Linked DNA regions of Zea mays: region 1 is linked to region 2. A link is a contact called in public Hi-C data. All regions are on one chromosome and are shown on one strand. Each heading gives the region's core, a stretch centred on a gene start, on an enhancer-like site or on the middle of the called end of the contact. The rest is flanking DNA. Distances are from core to core; before and after follow the strand shown.

The links. Hi-C and Micro-C count contacts between places; a contact is called where the count stands out from the background.
Region 1: a contact with region 2 is called in a Hi-C map of ear, with 2.9 times the contacts expected there. The contact joins the promoter of LOC100381936 here to the promoter of LOC100282943 in region 2. A contact is called at or near these places in 9 of 25 Hi-C or Micro-C datasets (bundle sheath, ear, endosperm and 2 more).

The regions. Positions count from the first base shown.
Region 1 is chr3:131,468,217-131,472,447 of Zm-B73-REFERENCE-NAM-5.0, reverse strand. It overlaps LOC100381936, which reads right to left and starts at 1,786. Exons shown (of 21, transcript NM_001350018.1): 1 at 1,441-1,786; 2 at 556-785; 3 at 246-427; 4 at 1-46. The coding sequence starts at 1,504.
Region 2 is chr3:131,018,399-131,022,929 of Zm-B73-REFERENCE-NAM-5.0, reverse strand. LOC100282943 (Chaperone protein dnaJ 15) reads left to right here and starts at 2,758. Exons shown (of 13, transcript NM_001155848.2): 1 at 2,758-2,885; 2 at 2,966-3,186; 3 at 3,310-3,454. The coding sequence starts at 3,324.

The DNA of each region.
Region 1 (4,231 bases), core at 537-3,036, 450 kb before region 2:
ATCCCAGAATTCCGTGTCAGGTCCATGGAGATCAAACTTGCAGCATCTATATCAGAAAATGAACAATTTTTACACTGTTATAACTCACTTGTAGTAACTCTTTACCCAAGTAGAAATAAGCTAATGAAAGGAAACATAACTGCAAAATAACAGCAAATGAAAAGCTGGGTTGGAACAATTGGAAAACTTTAACACATGCATTTTTTTCCAAACCAATACTACCGTGAAGAAGTTGTAACAAGTACCTTTCTCTCTTTTTGGTGTTGAAATCAGCCTCCAGCCTAGCATATACTTTCTTTGCCATCTTAGTTGCTTGATCATTGCTAGGATGGGCCTTCGACACAAACACAATGAACCATTCTCGTTCATCATTTTGCACAATTAATTTGAGGCGAGGCTTAAGAATGGTCTTGAATTCATCAAGGTCCTGCACATTTTTGTATATAAACAAATAAATGAATGGCAAAGTCATCCACATGGCCATTTGGCGAGTACAAATGAATCAAAATGATTAGCATACAGTAGGATCAAGAGGGGGATGTGGGTGGGGAGTACCTCACAAGTAACAAGAACAACAGTCGCATATGGCTCCCGGAACCAGAATAAGTACTGTTCTTGTGGGAATCTACTCCGCAGTCTTGAATCAGTAGTTTGTATAAACTCAGCTGGAAGATTTTCAACAAAAACAGGGTTCCTTGCCTTGTTGTTGAGACAGGCCTTCTTCACTGGCACTCGTTGTTCAAAACTTTCCTTGACATTTAGCCACAAGTCACTAACATCTTCAACTGTTACAAAAGTCAAATCAACATACGAGAAGGAATTTGTAGAAATATACAAACTTGAAACCACTTCAACAGCTTGGACAGCAAAGAAGTATGAATTATATAGGTAATAGGTCTACTTCAATTGTGATCCGAATTAACCCCTAGAGGGTTATTAGTCCATCCATGCTAGATACCCGTGCACACAGGTTGTAGCACAGTAAGGCCGGTGGATGCACACTCGTCCGTACTGTCAGAGTTATGTCCCCGAAACAAAGGAGGTGATGGAACAACATATTTACATGAGTTCGTTCAGAGTGACATTGTAACTCGTCATGCAGGAACAAGATTGAGCTACCAAAATGGTAATTCGAGATCTCTCACGTATTCATTAGCTTAAGCAATCTGAAACTAAAGAGGGCAAAGGAAAAAAAAACTTGAGCATTCTGAAACTATCACTATAGGCACTATGCAACGAGCAGGCACTCAGCTACACAACCAGACAAAGCACGGTAACGCCATTCCTGCACGAATCTAGGCTCGTTCGGAACCTTCCAGATCACACGGCAACAAGATCAGGTGGACCAAGCTACCCAGATCGCGCCCCCGCAGCGCAGTTCAGATCCTTGGGGATAGAATTATGTTTTTGCAATTAAGAGGGGAGGCGACAGGTTCGTACCGGCGATGACGATGCGGTCGCAGGAGGACTTGATGGTCTGGAACTGCGCGAGGTAGTTCGCCATGGCCGCCGGCCGAAGCGGCGGCGGCGAGGTAGGCGGAAAGTGATGGGCTCCGCGCCGGTACTAGTGCCCGGCGCGGCCGCTACAGCTTCTGGGAAGTCGCCGGATGCGCTAGCGAGGTGCAAGGTCCCCGAGATGCGGAGGCGACGGGGAGCAGTGGGGTGTCTGCTGAACACGAAACGGGTCGGGTGCGGAGGAATTACGACGGTAACGGAACGAGGGCAACTACTGCTGTGATGCTCGCTTCTGTCCGATAAATCAATGATCCAACCGTACGCTTGGCCCATTTGGCAGTGCTTCTCCCTACCTGCTTCTATTAGGCTTCTTATTGTTAGGAATAACAACGAAGAATATATCGTCGGATTTTAGCTCTCGGTCTCTACGACGAAAAAATTCCGCTACGGAGATCTCATGAACGATTGTGGAGGATATTTATTTCTTATTCTTATTCTCGGCAGATATAAATTCGCGGAGATCCCTGTATCCGATTAAATTATAAATAGAATGTACTTACTTTGTTATGATGTAAAATATTGTCACATATACACATTTGTTATATGTAAAAAATCATTATATATAAATTAAAATAAACACATTTGTACATCGAGTGATTTCTTTATAATATAATTATTTATTTTTTATTATTAACTATTAAAAAACATCATCGCATGTAAGTTTAAAGAATCCCCACGGGGAACAGGAATGGAGAATGCTTCGACATTCTAGTTTACGCATCGGGTGATAATTTTTTCTTGTTTGCATCTCGTGTGGGTAAGAACTTCTCTATTTCTATCCTCTAATCAAAGAATTCCATATGAAAATCGGGACTCAGAGTGTCATTGTCATCTCTACCTATCGTAAGCTGTAGCAAACACCAATTTCTTAAATAGCTTTTGATAGAAAGCATTTCTTCCTTTTGTACTACATAGGTGAAGCAGAAAAAACTAGCTTCCCTAGCTTTGGCTCGTGCTTTTTTTTTAAAAAAAAAACTCCCACCGTATAGAAGAATATGATCTCCATTCTAACGTTTGCGAGTGTCCAGCGATGAACATGTTGACGCCTTTTTTGGCGCCAAACACTCAACACAAACCGGCGGCGGTGCTCTCTGCACAGACGCGGACGATCAGTGGCCAGGGGTCGGACGGTCCGCGACCTAGTGCAGGGCTAGGGTTTCCTGCCTGACGGCCGGATGGTCCGCGCCCTAGGACTGGACGGTCCGCGCGTGCGCAGGGGGCGGCGAAGGTCGCCGGCGGTGCTTAGATCTCGCTCCTGAGAGGGACCCCGTCGGGGAGGAGAGATCCTAGGTGATGTCTAGGCTCGGGCAGACCGACCTAGACTCCTCTAATCGACGTAAAGTCGAAGAGAAGCGGAAAATTTAGGGATTGAGAGGCTAAACTAGAACTACTTCTAATTGTACAAGAAATAAATGCGAGATTGAAGTGTTATTGATTCGATTGATGATTACAAATCGGTCGTATACCTCTCTATTTATAGAGGAGGGGGGCTAGACCCTTTACAAACTAATTTCCGAGCTAATTCCGCGAATCTAGCTAACAACCGTAGCACAAAACTTGGAACCCTAATCTGCTCTGCGCACGCGCGGACCGTCCGACCTCAGGGCCGGACCGTCCGCTGCTCAATTTAGTGGTCAACAGAACTCTCTGTGCCTTCACGCTCCTTCGGTGAAAGTATCTGACCATAGTACCGCACCCGCCCTCATGGTCGCTGCCCAAGGCCAGCACGGAGCCGGCCTAGGCACGCTGGAGGCGGTCGCGGCATCCCTTCTGTTCCCATTTTGTCTGTTACTTTAATATTGGTATCAATCCATATATATTGAGGTAGATTGTAACGTAAACTAATTTAAGTTACACTCCAATTCACCTCAATATATATGTATTAGTGTCAATATTGGAGTATCTGTCGGTGTTTTGGGTCCGACCGCACACCCGGGGTTGCCTCTCAAGGTGTTTTTAGGAGTAGGACGGTGTCGCCGACTGTAGCTAAATGGTTCGTGCCGGATGCACGAGGAACAATGGACAGTGTTTACAGGTTCGGGCCGCTTGGAGATGCGTAACACCCTACGTCCTGGTGAGAATGCTTTACGTGGTGGATTACAAGGGAGCTCTCTAACACTAGAGAGTAGAGAGTTGGGGTGGATGGCTGAGTAATGAGATCGATCTTTTTGAAGGGGTGCCCCCTAGGCCTTATATATTCGACCGTGAGGCAATACATGCGGATGTGATAACAATGCGCACCTAAGAGATAGTGAACTGATTGAGTCTATCTTCCTATAGTTCTGTCGACTTATCCTCGCCTGGTTCCGTTGTACGAGGCTCCAGCGCGGGAAAGTCGGGTCTCTGTTGCGGTTGCTTGCTCAACGTTGTTGGGCCATCCGGGCTCGCACCGATCCGGCCTTATGTCGATCTGCTTCACTGGTCGTTCTTCCCCAGGCCCATGAAGGGATGACCTTACGATTTATTGGGCCCTTGGGCCTTTCGTGAGGTCTTTTATCCTTCTAGTGGACCCAGGGGATATCTGTCCCCCACAAGCCCCCGATCTTTAGGTTGATTTTGAGATAATCGGCCCAAAGATCCTAGGTCCAGCTTGCAGTCTTCGTTTATGACAAGAAATGCTTTCTGGGCAGTTTGGTAAAAACGATTTCTTACTGTCTCCTTCTGCTTTGATCACTCGAAAATTGGTGCTCTGTCTCACACTCGTGCCTTGGAGATC
Region 2 (4,531 bases), core at 1,509-4,008:
TATAAGATTTTGGTGATTAAGTGCCCAACACACATTAAGGGAATGAGTATATGCCAAAGGGTGGAGAAAGTGCAAATCAATACAAAGGTATGATTCTAGACTTAGTACATTGGTTTTTGTGTACTAACATATTTGTCAAAGTGCTAGAATCAGAGAAAAGACAATTGGAAAAGACTTGGCTCGAGCAGCCAAGACTCTGCTCAGTCTGGGTGCACCGGACTGTCCGGTGGTGCACCAGACAGTGTCCGGTGTGCCAGGCTGGCTCTGGTGAAAAGGCCGCTCTCGGGATTTCGTCGGCGGTGTACGGCTAAAATTCACCGGACTGTCCGGTGAGCCAACGGTCGGCCGAGCCAACGGTCGGCCGCGCAATCCGCGTGTGACGCGTGACCGGGCCAACGGTCTGAAGGGGGCACCGGACTGTCCGGTGCGCCAACGGCCCCAAATCTTCAATGGTCGGCTGCGCCAGAATAGGAAAGAAATCCGCACCGGACAGTGTCCGGTGGTGCACCGGACTGTCCGGTGCGCCAGTTGACAGAAGGCAAGAATTGCCTTCCTGGAATGCTCTCAACGGCTCTTAGCTGCCTTGGGGCTATAAAAGGGACCCCTGGGCGCATGGAGGAGAACACCAAGCACACTTTGAGCATTCTTGATCATTCTCACTCCAACTTTGCGCACTCGTTTGACATTCTTAGTGATTTGAGCTCCGTTCTAGTGGTGAACTTTGTGATACTCATTTGAGCTCAAATTCTTGGTTGTGTGTGTGCGTATCTGCTGTGGATTTGAGTGTGTTGCTTCCCTCCCTTACTCTAGTGCTTTCACTTTGATTCTTATTGTAAGGGTGAGAGACTCCAAGTTGTGGAGATTCCTCACAAGCGGGAAAGAGTAAAGAAAGAAGAACACCGTGGTATTTAAGTCGATCATTGGATCACTTGAGAGGGGTTGAGTGCAACCCTCGTCCGTTGGGACGCCACAACGTGGAGTAGGCAAGTTTTGTACTTGGCCGAACCACGGGATAAATCCTCGTGTCTCTTGTGCTTGTTCTCACTGTGTCTATTGTATTTCACAAGAGATCTCCTATAACCACTTGATTTCATTGTGCTAACTCTTAATCAAGTTTTGTGGCCTTAAGTGTTAAGTTTTTACAGGATCACCTATTCACCCCCTCTAGGTGCTCTCACAACTCCAAAAATATGTTAAAAATTTTCTCTAAAAATGGTTATTGGTGGCAGACTAAACATTTTTAGAAGCAAAGCATCATATATATACTCCAACAGTCCTTAAAAACTAAAAACTATAAAATCCCACTAGCCTTCGTTACCTCTCTCTTCTCGACGTCAAGACTTATGATCACCGAGGAGCTCCTTACGTCACGTCACTGAGACTAGCTCCAACAGCTCACGTCGGCTAGCCCCCTCTCTCGGGTTGTTCCTTACGAGGTGTAAATGAGGGGAGAAGGGGTCTAACGGTGCCCCCTCCTGCACCCTCTACGGGGAGAGAGAAGTATTCCACCCTGTGTAGGGGGAGTTCTAGTCTCCATCCATTTTGTTAATCAACGCTTTAATTACAAAATCAATCTATTTTTAGTATAATTACAAAATAATAATGTGTATTACAGTACTATTAATATGACAATATTTTTTAAAACTCCAAAAACTAATATATAAAAGGCAAATAGCTCATTTAAAAAGTAAAGGAGAGCTAAATAGAGGGAATAGTTGGAGAGAAAGAGAAATATAAGGAATAATTATTGAAAATGAGGTATTTAAATATAAATATAAAGTACGAATATGATAATTTAGGAGGGAGAATGGTTGAAGATAGCATGAGGAGGAGGCTGCTATGTCGTGTATGCGTCGAAGCCCCACCCAACAAGTGCGCGTGCGACAGAAAAAAAATCGCGGGAGCCTACTCGCATACGAGCGAGGCCGATTGTGGAGAAATAGCTTACACATAAATATGAGGGAGGTGAGGAGATAGATGCGGGATGCTAAGGGTCTGTTTGGTTCGTGGCTAACTATACCAAACTTTGTTTGAGGTTAATTGTCTGAGTTGAAGAACTAGAGGCTGTTTGGTTCTATACATGTGGTGCCAAAAATTGCCACACAATTTTATGCCACACTTGTCTAAGGTGCTTAAGGTTAGACGCTCAAATTCTGCCTCATATTTGTCTTGCCTAAGGAAATCTTGCCACATTTTACTAGTCATTGACTAGTGAGACCTACACTGCAGGAGAAAAATCTTGTCACAACTGTGGCTTCAAACCAAACACATGCCTAACTTGGTCAAACTTGCCTAACCTTAAGCGTGGCAAACTATGTCAAGTTAGACAGCAAACCAAACAGCCCCTAGCCTAAGCAGAAAAGTTATGCAAAATTTGGCAAGTTAGACAACGAACCAAACATGCCCTAATTCTTTCGATAGAGTATAAGGAAGCTGTTGGAGCGAGAAAAATCATTTTTCTAATATTTGCTCGAGTAGATTTACAATTTTTTTTCAAACAATACTCCACAAACAATACAATGCACAGTGCAAAAACAATGTTTAAGTGACCATATAAGTGAACTATTGTACATTGTACTTATATGGTCAGCCAAAACCATGTTTTGCGCTTTATATTGTATTGTTTATAGAGTATAGTTCGAATATAGATATATGTATGAGTAGCTGCTGGAGATATTTCCATGATATGTTTGGTATGATAAACTAAAATAGAGTGTTAGTTTATGTATTTAATACAGAAATTTGAAATTAGTGTCTAAAACCAAACGCTTTCTAAACCAAACACTCCTTGTCGGTCGCCGCTAGCTCCTCCAACCTCGTTGGCCGTTGCCGTCTCCGTCTCGCCCGCCCATCTACGCGGCGAGATCTGCTCGCGCCGCGCCGAGGTGAGCAAAAATTTCTCATCCCGAGTCCCGACCCAACTTGGCGAAAATTATAGAGACCTGCCACTCGTTCCCTTTCCCAGGCGCAGGCGCCTCTCCTTGCCAGGCGTGACACAGACGAACTGGTGCCGCCTCTGCTGGGGCTTGGTCCTCCCAGCCGAGCGCGCCTCATCCGGATCTTGCGACGACGGTGCCCAAGCTCCCGGCCTCCCTTTCGCATCCCTGCTGCGAGCCGTCGGTCTCCGGAAAGAGTTAGAGCCGTCGGTCTCCGTAAAGAATTGGAGCCGCCAGGCGCCTTGAGAAGGTAGATCCGCCGGCAGACGACCTGCTGGTCTAACCGTCGGGCGCCGTTACATGGTCCAACTACCGGCCGTTGGGATCGGATGCATTATTTTTTGAACCTTTTATTTGTTATTACATCTGTTAGGGTTTTGTCCCGGGATGTCGTCGTCGGGGAAGATGGAGGGGCCGTCTGCCCCGGTGGTGCGTCGGGATCCCTACGAGGTGCTCAGCGTTCCCAGAGATTCCTCCGACCAGGAGATCAAGTCCGCCTACCGGAAGCTCGCACTCAAGTACGGTTTCAATGACCCTTTTCGTTTGCTATGCTGCTTTGATTTGTGTGGTGGAAGAGTGTTTTGATTTGGGTAGCGTAAGAGAGGAAAACCCAGACGCTACTCCGTTAGTTTAACATAGGCCTGTTTGGCATAGCTCATAGAGCAGCTGCCAGGCTAAACCGAGGAGGAGCTCTGCCAAACTATACGTTAGCGAGAAGCGGGTTTTCTGTGAAGCGATTATTTCAAATAAAATGTTCCTGATTTGGTAGTTTATGAATTTGGTAACGGCCAACTAGGTGAGTCAATATGCTAGCTAATGTGCTGCAATTTTTCAGTGCTTAATTATTTCTAATACTTTGCCCAGATCTTAGCAATGATGAAATGGCGAATACTCATGATCAGTGTCTTATTATTAATAACACATTGTCCAGCTCTCAGCAAAGTTGAACTGACGAATACTCATGCGAGGTGCACTCAATGACGAATTTAGTTCCCACATCTGCTTCTTGATGAGAAAGCAGCAAAAAACCTATCAGTGATAATTTTTTCAAGCGAATGCAGAGAACATTTTTCAGGCTCCAGATGGATATCAGTTCCTATATTGGCAAAAGATATTTGTTTAATTTTTTGTTTATTCAAGTTGAAAACTGCCATTGCTTTCGATCCAACCGTGTTTGCCTGAGCAATAATTAACGGAATAATATTATTCCTCAAAAAAAAGCATGTACTAGTTTAGTTGCTAGTCATTCTAGAATATACAATATGAGAAGAATTGCAAGAAGTGTTGCTGCCCCACACAGTGCAACAGGAATCAATGTGACTATCTCGTCTATCCAAGCTCCTAATAAACCTTAGTAATAGCTATTTACTTGCTGTTCAGACCATGCTGAGAGTGTATGGTAATGGCTGTTGTAACTGATGTTTTTTTGTTAAATTTTGGATCTATATATGTATATTCATTTACATTCCATACAGTAGCAATCATTCCATAAACTACAAAGCATCAAGAAAAAATTATAGGTAGCAGCAGTAAATGGCCACGTGCGGCTTCTGTTGGGTTTCAAGTTTCAACTCTACCCTACCCAACTTGCTTGG